Regions from separate parts of the Zea mays genome. Here all the other regions are linked to region 3. A link is a contact called in public Hi-C data. All regions are on one chromosome and are shown on one strand. Each heading gives the region's core, a stretch centred on a gene start, on an enhancer-like site or on the middle of the called end of the contact. The rest is flanking DNA. Distances are from core to core; before and after follow the strand shown. Region 1 holds the start of LOC103641943 (E3 ubiquitin-protein ligase RHA1B). Region 2 has its middle 34 kb from the start of LOC103641942. Region 3 holds the start of LOC100273177.

Evidence for each region. Hi-C and Micro-C count contacts between places; a contact is called where the count stands out from the background.
Region 1: a contact with region 3 is called in a Hi-C map of leaf mesophyll, with 2.1 times the contacts expected there. The contact joins the promoter of LOC103641943 here to the promoter of LOC100273177 in region 3. A contact is called at or near these places in 4 of 25 Hi-C or Micro-C datasets (endosperm, leaf, leaf mesophyll and 1 more).
Region 2: a contact with region 3 is called in a Hi-C map of endosperm, with 4 times the contacts expected there. The contact joins the enhancer-like site here to the promoter of LOC100273177 in region 3. A contact is called at or near these places in 2 of 25 Hi-C or Micro-C datasets (endosperm and leaf).

What each region holds. Positions count from the first base shown.
Region 1 is chr10:138,640,537-138,644,142 of Zm-B73-REFERENCE-NAM-5.0, reverse strand. LOC103641943 (E3 ubiquitin-protein ligase RHA1B) reads right to left here and starts at 1,591. Exons shown (of 1, transcript XM_008665242.4): 1 at 307-1,591. The coding sequence starts at 1,236. The coding sequence ends at 673.
Region 2 is chr10:138,597,695-138,601,457 of Zm-B73-REFERENCE-NAM-5.0, reverse strand. No RefSeq gene overlaps it. Among protein-coding and RNA genes, the nearest start is that of LOC103641942, 34 kb to the left of the region's middle. Within about 2 kb of position 1,932, at least 16 of the 20 cell types and tissues checked have an H3K27ac peak or open chromatin away from gene starts, as enhancers often do. A contact at or near this core is called in endosperm and leaf, where this site is marked.
Region 3 is chr10:138,433,172-138,437,176 of Zm-B73-REFERENCE-NAM-5.0, reverse strand. It overlaps LOC100273177, which reads right to left and starts at 2,112. Exons shown (of 1, transcript XM_020545847.3): 1 at 1-2,112. The coding sequence starts at 1,747.

The DNA.
Region 1 (3,606 bases), core at 342-2,841, 210 kb before region 3:
TACCGTTCTACTGTTGGTTCGGGCCAGTGCCTGGCTCGGTCCGTTGAGGCCCACCGGGCCAACGGGCCGGCCCGGCACGATTTTTCCCTGTGCGTGCCGGGTTTGGGCATGTCCCTAGGCACGTGGGCCAGCCCGACCCGGCCCGAAGCATCAACGGCTGGCCCGGCCCTATTCGTACCGGGCCGAAACGGGTTCGGACCGGGTCCAGGCCGGGTGGCCCGTTTGGACATCTATATCCGGATCCGCCGAACCAGAGCTGGCAGCTGGGTGACCTGACCTGGGCAGCCAGAACCAGAAAGCATGGCAGGACAAAAAGCGGGCCCAAATCTTGCTTGGACAATGGACACGCCTAGCTCGTCAACAAAATTTTAATCCACGGAAAGATTCACGACTCCACACACTCGGACGACGGAATCTTCCTACGCACAGGAGGAATCTAATCTCCTAGCCCTTTCTTTGTGGGGGGTGGTCGGTCGCTTTACTCATTTTGCCTATGTATATGCAATTCGAGGAGCCTCCGGTCCGGTTCCTCTGCATCGGCTGCTGTCTTTCTGCTCCCCTCCCACGGACGGAACGGAAGCGAGCCGAGCGTCGATGGCCGACGGATTCAGGCGTTCCCGGCAGCGCATTGCGCACGGGGGAGGTGGATTTCCGGCAGTCGGGGCGGTGAGCTCAGTATCCGCCCAGGCCCGCGAGCAGCAGCAGCTCGTGCGGCCGCAGCAGCGTCGGGGAGGGCACGACGGGCGTCAGCGGCGCGCCGGGGTAGGAGAAGTCCAGGTCGGAGGCGTCGGCGGGCCAGAGCGCCGCGCCGGGGATGAGCGGCGCGCGGCAGAGCGGGCAGGTGCGCTGGTCGTGCTCCATCCAGCGGTCGAGGCAGGCGCGGTGGAAGGCGTGGCGGCAGTTGCCGAGCCGCCGCACCTCGTCGCCGCCGCCGATGCCGCCGAGGCACACCGCGCAGTCCCCGCCAACGACGACGCGCGCCTCCAGCTCGTCGAACCGCGCCACGGGGAGGGCCTCCTCGATGACCATCGCCGGCATGGCCGCCCGGAACTCCGCCCGCCGGTGCTGCGGCTGCGGCTGCGGCGCTTGGTGGTCGTCCCCGAGATCCAGCAGGTCGCCGAGGCCCACGGCGTCGAACGCCCAGAGGAGGAAGCGGCGGACGTACCCCAGCAGCAGCAGCAGGTGGAGCAGCTGCTTCGGGAGCACCAGCTCCGAGTAGCCCGCCGGGAAACCCATGCGTGGCCGTGCCTCTTGGCTTGCGGTGGTGGTGTGGTGTAAGGGGAAGGTGGGGTGGGGTGGGGTGGTGAAGCGACGTGCCTGGCCCGGTGCTTCCTGCAGATATGGCGCTTGGCGATGCGTGGTGGACGGCAGACGGGGAGAGCCGAAGCGGGCGCCGCGCCGTGGCTATATAAAGCGCGAGACGGAGGGAGAGGGGTGACGCGGAAAGGTTGGGGAACCCGCGGCGAATAGCAATAGTATAGCCTATAGCGCTAGCGGCCTAGCGCCGTGGGGTCGATCGCGTGTTGTACTCTGCTCTCTCTCTCTGGTGGAGGTGGTGGCCTGGTGGGCATGCTCTGCTCTCACCGCGCGCGCGTAGGGCTGGGCATTCGGTTTTTTTTTTGAAATTTCGGTTCGGTTTTTCGGTTTTAAAAAACTTCGGTTTTCTAGACATTAGAAACCAATCGGTTTTCTAGAAAATAAAAACCAAAAACTTCGGTTTCGGTTTTTTACTTCGGTTTTTCGGTAAAAACCGAATACCAAACTTATACTCAAGACAACACATACAACAAATTTATATGATAGATTACACATAATTTTAAAAAGTAAAAATTATATAGGTACAAATATTTAGAGATATATCATACATCACATATAAATAAGTGCATAACAATTTAATTACTTCACACATTTAGTTCACATAAACGAAAAGTCAAATTTTAGAATTGATAAAGTTTGGTATTCGGTTTTTTTGGTATTTCGGTTCGGTATACGGTGGAAACCGATTACGATACCGAAAACCGAACTTCTGAGATGTAAAAACCGAAACCGAACCGAACTACCGAAAAAACCGAAATTTCGGTTCGGTTCGGGACGGTTCGGTTCGGTTTTCGGTTTATGGTAAAAAAGTGCCCACCCCTACGCGCGCGTTATGCCCCGTGCCCTTCGTGTGAGCCCAGCGCCCCAGCCCGCGTGGCGACAGACCCACCCATCCCGGATTCGATCGCTCCCTCCTCGCGTTGGGGTGGTCCGCTCGCTTCCGCCGTACCCACACACTACTGCCCTGCCGCTCCGTGTCGGTGCAATGCATGGTTCGCTAGAGGCAGACGAATGTATATATATGTTCACGAGAAATACGCGAGCAGTAACTGACTAAGCCCTTGTTCGCTTGTTCGGTTATTCCTATTATACGTAGATTGAATAGATTGGAAAAAATTTAAAAAACTTTAACTTGCTTAAAATTAAACTCATCCAATCATACTCAATCCAAATAAATTGAGACCTAACCGAACAAGCTCTAACAGTTCATTACTGCTAGAGCAGCCGGAAGGGGTCAAGACTTCTTAGCGACGCCATGCCCATTTGCGTGGAGCTACAAATACTCGCAATTTTGGCCTCCTCCGACCTCCGTGAACGGTGGAGAGCTCAGCAGGGGGCCTAGGAACGTTCTCGTACAAAAACAGGTACGTGATACTATGCTTACCACGTTACAAATAAAAGGCCACAAACGGAGGACTACAAATATTCGCAATTTACACGTCCGCGTTCGGGGTCTGCTGGGCGCTGCTACATTAGCAGCTCAACCACGCGTCCGGGTGATGGTACACGGGACTTGCCGAAGAAAGCCTAACCTTACTAAGTACATACAGACAAGGTAAAGTCTGACGTCCGTACATGAATTTCTTTTAAATCATTTATTTATGTCGAACTCAACCTAGGGCGTGTTTGATATGACTCCAGAGTAAAACTTTAATGAGGAGCTGGTTAAAGCATGTCAAACATCGTAACTTTAGAGTTGTAAACTCTATAGAGTTTTTGGAGTTACAGTATATTTTTTGGAGTACCTCTTTTGCTGCTCCGAAAACTACAAAAAAACAACCTAGTTAGAGTTTGGAGTTATTTATCCACCACTACCACCAGTTATGAGAAACAATCTAAATTCTGGTGTAGAGCTGTTTTATCCGAAGTTTTAGAGTAGAGCTGCTCTGGGATAGAGCAGAGCCATGCCAAATACGCGCTCGCGTCCTTGTCTATACACGTTAACTTTGTGCGGTTTCGTGGCCATCTGTGTGGTGTACGAAGGTTCTTGGATCCTTTTGCGCTTGGACCATGAGGTAAAAGAGAAAGGAGTAGGTAGTAGAAGACCGAGAGTTGGCAAGAACGGATTGAATGATTTATTATTACTACGGAGCAGTGAAAAGCAGGAAATCACAGCTGCAGCAACTTCGGCGGGACCAGTGTTTTCAGACCTCGCCTCTGTTGTGCGCCCCGGGGCCTTTCTTTTCAAAGACCACGTCGTAGGATGCAGACTCCGCAGTTTTAGCACCATCGATCCGCTGCGTGCGTTTAGATGCTCCTGCAAAGCTACAGAATCATAGCTAAAATATT
Region 2 (3,763 bases), core at 683-3,182, 160 kb before region 3:
TTTGGAGACAATGTCGCATCTTCGTAAGGATTGCCCTTTCGCTGTGGAAGTGTGGAGCATGATTTTGTCTTGGGCTAATCTCCGGGTCCTTGTCGGTATTTCAAAGACGGGAACACTTAGCGAATGGTGGTTCAGGCTGAGGTTGCGCTGTAGCAAGCATTCAAGAAAAAGTTTCGATGACCTTCTATTTTATTTCTGGTGGAGCTTATGGTTGGAGAGAAATAACAGAATCTTCAAGGGTCAACAGAGAACGCCAGAACAAGCGGTGCAGATGGTGAAAGATCTTGTGGGTAGTGGTCTGGCCTGCTAGTAGTGTATGCGGGCCTGGCCATTTTTTTTCAGTGGTGCTAGCTAGGTTTTGCTTGTCTAGTGGTTTTGGTGTTGGCGCCATTTTTGGTGCTAGTTTTTGTACAGTGTTTTCTCCTTTTATCTAATATATTGGTAGGCAATTCTTTTGCCTTTCCCTTTCAAAAAAAAATATAGTGAGTTAAAAGGTGTCCTATATGAATTGTTAATACCCTATTAACAACTTTTATGTCTGCTAAGAAAACTAATTGTACTAGTCCTTCACCTAACAATGAATAGATTTATTAGCGGGTACTGTTGACATATAGTAGTACATCCATAGCTAGTTTTTAATGATAATAGACCCTAATTTGCTCACAAAAGGCGGGATACCTGCTAAATTTATATTTTCTTTGCCCATGTCTCGCCTAATTAATGCTATTCTGCTGTCCACAGATATATGTTTTTTTTTAAAAAAAATTGACCACTCACCTTATTAAAAAAAATCATGAGTTATCATTTTTTTTGTTGTTAAGATCGTTTGAGAGTGACTTAAATTTTTACACTTTCGAATTAATATTTTAAGTATGACTAATGGCTAAAGTTTTTGAAAAAAAAAGTCAATGGTCCCTCCATCCAGAATATAATTCGTTTTAGAATAAATCTACATTAATTAATTAATTAATTAATTAATATATGAATCTAGTTATATATATGGCTACATTTATTATTATTTATTTGAATATGAATAGAAAAAGTAGGTAAAATAAAACTATATTTTAGGGGGTGTTTGGTTTGCTCCTGCTAAAATTTAGTCTCTATCACATCGAATGTTTGAACCTCCTTTCGGGGTATTAAATGTAGTCGGATTATAAAACTAATTTCTCAGCCGAAGATTAAAAAGTGAGACGAATCTAGTACAGTTGGTTGGGTCTATATTTCATACTCCTATTTGAAAGTCAAACGCTTGATGTGACCCGGGCTAAACTTTAGTCCACAGAACCAAACACCCCCTTAGAATGGAGAGAGTATTTGATATATTTGTGAACGTAGCCATGCATGTGTGGGTGCGAGTGTGTCATGTGTGCGGCGCGGAACCTTCCTCTCGTTCAGTCCGGAAAACTCCGGTTACTCCCCGCACATGTTGAGACAGTTTTTACGGCTGGTACTTGCTTGCTATTACTAGTTCGTAAATAAATTACGATGCATGGATATGAATGCATCCTCGTCACGAGAGAGCTGGCGGTTCTGGGATTGGCGCGAACTCTGCCGAGACACGCTAGCTAGCCAATGAGCCATGGGCCATCAGCGTGCCTGCCGAACATCAACAGTGGGGTTGCCGTGCGGACAACGAGTTTGCAAGTTGTTTACGAGTAATACACACACGATACAATGCATGTGGAGCTGGCATGGCGCGCCGCACTTCTCCGCTCGTCACAGCTGTGCATTTTGGTTAACTCCACATAGCTGGTGATAAAGATGAAGAGAAGAAGGTTCTGGTTCCATGGCTTTCCGACGTGGCAACGTTTCACTTTCACATGCCTGCCGGTGTACAGGGGATGCACCATGCATGCATAGGACACCCTTCATAAAATCTTTAAGCAGAAGTTTGTTCAGAGACTTGGACTTCTGTATTCCATGCCTGATTGGGCCTTCGGTGTCTAAAAGCAGCCCACTAAAGGTCGTTTTGGGCCAAACGATTCCTATGTGGACCATAATACCATGTCTTATAAAACCATATTTTACCTTCCTCAAGTATTATCAAAATCTTATTTTTCTTCCTCAACTATAAAACCTGATATAGTTACTTCGTCTTTTAAAATCGGACATCGGACATGACTCCTCTAGTTGTTTCACTAAGTGATCTCTCTCTCTTTTTTTTCTTTTATGTTTATTTTGTTTGAATCTTTCAAAAAAACATAGTAAATCATAGAAAAAAATTAGAATAGAAGATCCATTTTAACTCATTTAAATAATTGCATACTTTTAAACCTAAATTAATTCTCAAATCAATCACTACATGGGCAATGGATAAACCATATATCTATACCATTATATAATTCACCCTATATAATTCACCTGTTTAAATTTTGCAAAACCCACTCAACCAAATCACCCACACACCCATAACCTTCACTAAATCCACCAAATAAATTACACTCAGACTAAACACGTCATTAAAACCAACGATTCAGATCGCTGGATAACCCGCCTCTCCATTACTCACTCAAATCTAATAGACAATATTATTTGGATCATCCCTCCCCTTCCCCCGCGATCCCACCGTCCCCGACCTCCCCACCCCTCCCCTCACTCACGCCGCCGCCATCGTCGACCATTTCTCTTCCCTCCCCTCCCTCAGATCTTAGCGTTAGCATGAGCTATATGCTAGTAGCGAATAAAAATGTGTCCACATAGCCGATTAAATATATCTTGAACGCATCTAACAAAAACACGAGCGAGGAACTCATCATTGCTCACAGCGAGGATCACTCCAACCTACTTAAAGATGAGTTCACAGTGTCATTGAAGTTTGTAGATATCGTAGTGCAGATCAGCTCGACTAGCATTCACATAATCGCTGCACAAAAACCTCATTCGTCCCAACCAGTATAAGTTGTTCAACAAATCAAAGTTTTAGAGACACTGCTCTTCTCGTCGTCGTCATCATGTTGCCGTCAGAGATGGAGGAGACTGAGGTTGGACAACACCGAGAACTCTCTCGTCTAAAACCCTAAATCATAGTAGATTGTTTTTTCTTGTACGTTTAGGGAGAATGACATCTCTATTATATTAGAGAATTAGGCTCATGATAACCAGATGCCAAGATGTAGGAAACTGACTTGGTCACAATCTCTAGGATCTGGTAGATTCCCACATCGCAAATCACAAGTCACATGAATAATCATGTAAAAAGAACGTGAAATGTGCATGCGTACGCGCGTGCATGTGTCTTCAACTTTCTCTCTCTTATGCTTTCTTTCAAAGAATGGTAAGAGACAAACTATTGAAATTGATTTCACCTTCTTCCACATCCCATGTGGAACCAACATTCACCATTTTCATTCTCACCATGCATGAGTGGATCTTTAAAATTTATTCTAGATTTTATTATAATGTAAATGGGCCAAATTTAATAAACTCCAACGATCCCCCCACCAGATCTCGAATGCACAATATAACCGACTCTCAATATGTCCTCAAATGCTATTTAGTTAATATAGTATTTTTTATCTTCAACTTCTGCTTGCCTGATATTAATTTTTAGTTCTATCTACTACCAGGCTTATTCTATTGGTATTAAGTTTACTTTCAGACAACCTAAACACTTTCTCCGTTCTAAAATAATTATAGTTTTCTCTTTTTGAGAAGCCAAAATTTTCTTAAAGTTTAACTGATTATACATATGTAAAAAATAAGGTTTATAATTTATAATTTATATCATTAAATATATTCAACTATCAGAAGATACAAATGT
Region 3 (4,005 bases), core at 863-3,362:
CAATGCTCGAGCCGAGCGACACCGGGCGGAAGCCCGCCATGCCGAACCTGGCGCGCCACTTGCCGAAGACCTCGCACCGCTCCAGCCGGTCGGGGCCATCCCGGCCGACCGCGTTCGCCGCCTTCCTCGACAGGGCCGCCTCGGCCCTGGCCTTCTCCGCAGTCTCCCGCCCCAGCGTCGCGTCCAGCGACTCGAGGATGGCGCCGTAGTGCGCGCACGCGTCCGTGAAGCGCGCCGCCAGCGGGGCCGTGTTGGTGTTCAGTTCCTGCTCGACGAGGGTCACCACCTGCGGGCCCAGCGCGCGCACGCGCCGGAGCAGCTCGTCGCGGGGGTTGGCCGGAGAGACGCTCTCGTCGGGCACGTGGGAGAGTGCGAAGGCGAGGTTGACTGCCACCGCCTCCCCGGGCTCGCAGCACAGCCTGGACGCATCCAGCTCTGCTGCTCTGCAGCTGACCACTTTAAAGCGGTACTCCACGCCAGCTCGCTCCGCGAGCTTCTTCAGGCGCTCCCCGATGGCGGGTAGCGACGCAGTTAGAGACTGCGTGAACGGTGAGCTCGGGTCGGTGACGGCGGTGACCTTCAGGGACCTTCCCTGCACGGGTTGGTCGGCGAGGTACTGGATGAGAGCCGCGTGCTGCGGGAGGCTGACGTCGAAGTCGACGAGGTGGATGGCACGGTGGTCGCCGACCGCATCGACGATGGCGACGCTGGCGGCGTGGAGGGCGACGCGGAAGCACGGCGAGATGTCCTGGAGGAGTTGGGACCCAGCGCGCTGCTCGAAACCGCAGAGCTCGGCGAGGTGTTGAGCTGGGGCGGAGGCGGCAGGGACAATGCGGGAGGACAGCGCGGCCACCATCATGGCAATCAGCCGCTGCTCCGCGTCGCCGTGCTGGTTGGCCGCGCGCTTCAGGGCGGCCAGATGGCTGGCCGCCGCGTCATGGTTGCCGTCCGCGATAGCGACCGCGGCTTCAGACAATAGCTGCCTCGACGCGGCCCCGGGGGTCGGCGGCGAGCAGGACGCGGATGAAGACGCGGTGGAGGAGGAGGAGTTTGAAGGTGACCTCGTCATCCCCACGTTATTGTTGTTGTTGTTGGTTGGGGTCGCCGCTGCAGGGGGCCCGGGCGACGGCGCGGCTGCGATGGAGCTGAGTTGTTGTATCGTCTCCTCCCACTCGGAGTTGGTGACCGCGGAACCGGTGCCGCTCATCGCCGCCACCGGCTCGTTGTCGTCGTCGTCGTCGTCCAGCAGCTGCTTCTCGAGCTCCTGTAGAATGAACAGATCGCTCGAAACCGACGGCTGAGGCAGCGGCGCCCTCGATAACCCGAAGGCCTGCGTCTGCGGTGAGGACGTCATGAGCGGCCCCTGCCTCTGCGGCTGCGGCTGCATCAGCGGCACCGCCGCCCTGGACGCGGTGGTGAGCGACGATAACGTCGACGAAGGCGACGCTAGCCCCCCTCCAAAGCTGGACCCGGGGACAACCTGAGACGGGATCCCTCCCAGCAAGGCGGCGATATCAACCGCCGCAGCCGTGCGCTGCCTCACGGCGCGCAGGTACAGCGCCTGCTGCGCCGCCACGTGCTGCTGCTGGTGCTGCCACCTCTCCAGCTCGCCGAGGCTCCTCTTCAGCACCCCTCCACCGGCGGCCGCGTCGGCCCGCTCCTGCAGCTGCATCTGCATCGCCGTCGCCGATCCGACCCCGTAGGCGTACCCCTGGCGCGGACCGCGCCACGGCGCGCCTGGCTCCATGCAGAGCGGGGAGAGCAGAAAGAGAGGAGGAGGAGGAGGAGGAGGGAGGCGATGAGGCGAATCTACCGAGGAGGGAGGAGTGGGATGCTATGGCTACGACAACAGCAGGAACAACAGCTACGGGTCCAGCTAATCGGAGCCGGTGCCATTCAATTCAATTTGCTTCTCCGATAATAAAACCGGCCGCCACCCCTCCCGCATCTCTGCTGCGGTTACGTCTATAAAAGGGAGCCCAACACCGATTCGGCAGCACTCCCGCTGACGGCGTGGGCCAGCCACCGGGGGGCCGGGAATTGCTGGTGGGTGGCTGGGTGCGCTGGTGTTTATCGGGAGGCGTTATGGCGGGGCCCGGCTTGCTTTGGTGCTGGATTTAGGGCATGTTTGGTTTGTAGCTAAATGTGCCACACTTTGCCTAAAGTTAGTCGTTCAAATTGAATAACTAACCTTAGGCAGAAAAGTTAGGCAAAGTGTGGCAATTGAGGTAACGAACCAAACATGCCTTTAATGCGAGGGCCGGGGCAGGGTGAATCCGTGATGGGCAGGCACGGTGAAGGAATGATGGACACCGGGTGCTGAGACCGGGTGCCGTCGCGTGATCGCGTCACGCAGCCTCGCCCGCGATGACGCCGTCGCGCTCCTTCCCGTCCCGCAGGCCGCAGCGAGGAGGCGTCGGGACGACCTGGGTAGGGGCTGGGCTGGGCTGGCTGGCTCCAGGTGGCGTTTGTGACGCGGCCTCACCACCGACCCGACGCCTGCCGGCTGCCGGTGGCCGCCACCACGACCGGTTTTTTCGGAACCGCCCCTCAGTTTCGACGCATTTCGAGCCGATGCACGCAGAGCACGTACCTTGCACGGAATCGCAAGCGAAGCAGCCGCTCACGGACAGTCGGGGCCACGGAATCCGATCACGACACGGCAGGCCGAGGCCGCCTGCGATTTCGTAAAACCAGGCGTCCGATCCCGCAAAAGTCGCTTTCGGAACTTTGGTAGACCACACGATCAATCCTGGCCAGCGTTAAACGACCAAGATACCCCTGGAGGATTACGTGATCTGTCAGGGCGGGGGCGGCTGGGGATGGCAGTTTGGGCAGATCGGGAAAGGTTTACTTGTGGAGCGGTGCGTGTTATGTGTGTAGTAGTAGCAGGAGGAGGTTGCTTGCTTGGGCTGCGTTGAGAATTAGTTAGGAAACCGAAATATCCACCCAACCACCACGTACCCACCTTTCTGTGTCTACAAACCATGATTCTCTTTGCTTGGCTCCGATCGAGTATGTTCATACCGCTCCGTATCGTATTCATATGTGCGTAGTAATAAATACAGTATAGAGTACCACACACACACAAAAAAAAATAAAATAAAGCCACTCCTTGTCTCGTTGAGTCGTTGACAAATCCTGGCAGAGTGGGAAAGCCAGTGGTGTATCCTCAACGCTTGCGCAGCTGGGACACCGCACTAATCAAATTCTAAGCACCAAGGTGCCGTTTGGTTCACATATTTGTAACGTAATGGGTAACGGATAACGTTAAATCATGTTTGTTTTAGTCCAATCGTAATCAGATACCACACTAAAATTTGATATCAGCCTATTCAAATTTGTTACCGTCAATAATCGAGCCGAAACCATTACCATTACCATTTGCGTTACATTTTTTGAACCAAACAACACCCAAGTTCATACTCGCTTGTCGCTTTCTTTGTTCATACTCGCTGATGACTAATTCCAGGTTCCCGGCCCCTCGTCACCAGCTATTGTCCACAATGTGCGGACACAGGAAATCCCTGCACAAACATAAGGTGGACCCCACGCGACACGTGTGAGCCAACGATTCCGAATGTTCCGGGCCAAAGTGCTCCAAAAGCACCAAAGAAAAGTATGATGACATTTGGGGCCAGTTGGCAGGTCCAGCACTCAATAATACATCCTCCATTCTTCAATATTTATATATATATCACCCGCTATTTTTTTAACTAAAACACGATAAATAAAAAATAACAAATAAAGTACTTCTTTAACATTTTTTTGTTCTAAAATAATTGGTGGTTTACATTTAGATGCGGGAATTCAAAAAAATGGAAAAGATGGTGCACATAAAACAAGAAAATAAGATACAGAGAACGAACTAGAGATAGAGATGCTACGATGAAGTAAAACAATTAGAAAAAAAGATACATAAAATATCGATGACAATTATTTTTTAATACTATTTTGAAACTGCTCGAGTATTTTGATTTCCGGTATTGCTAGTTTATTTCCAAC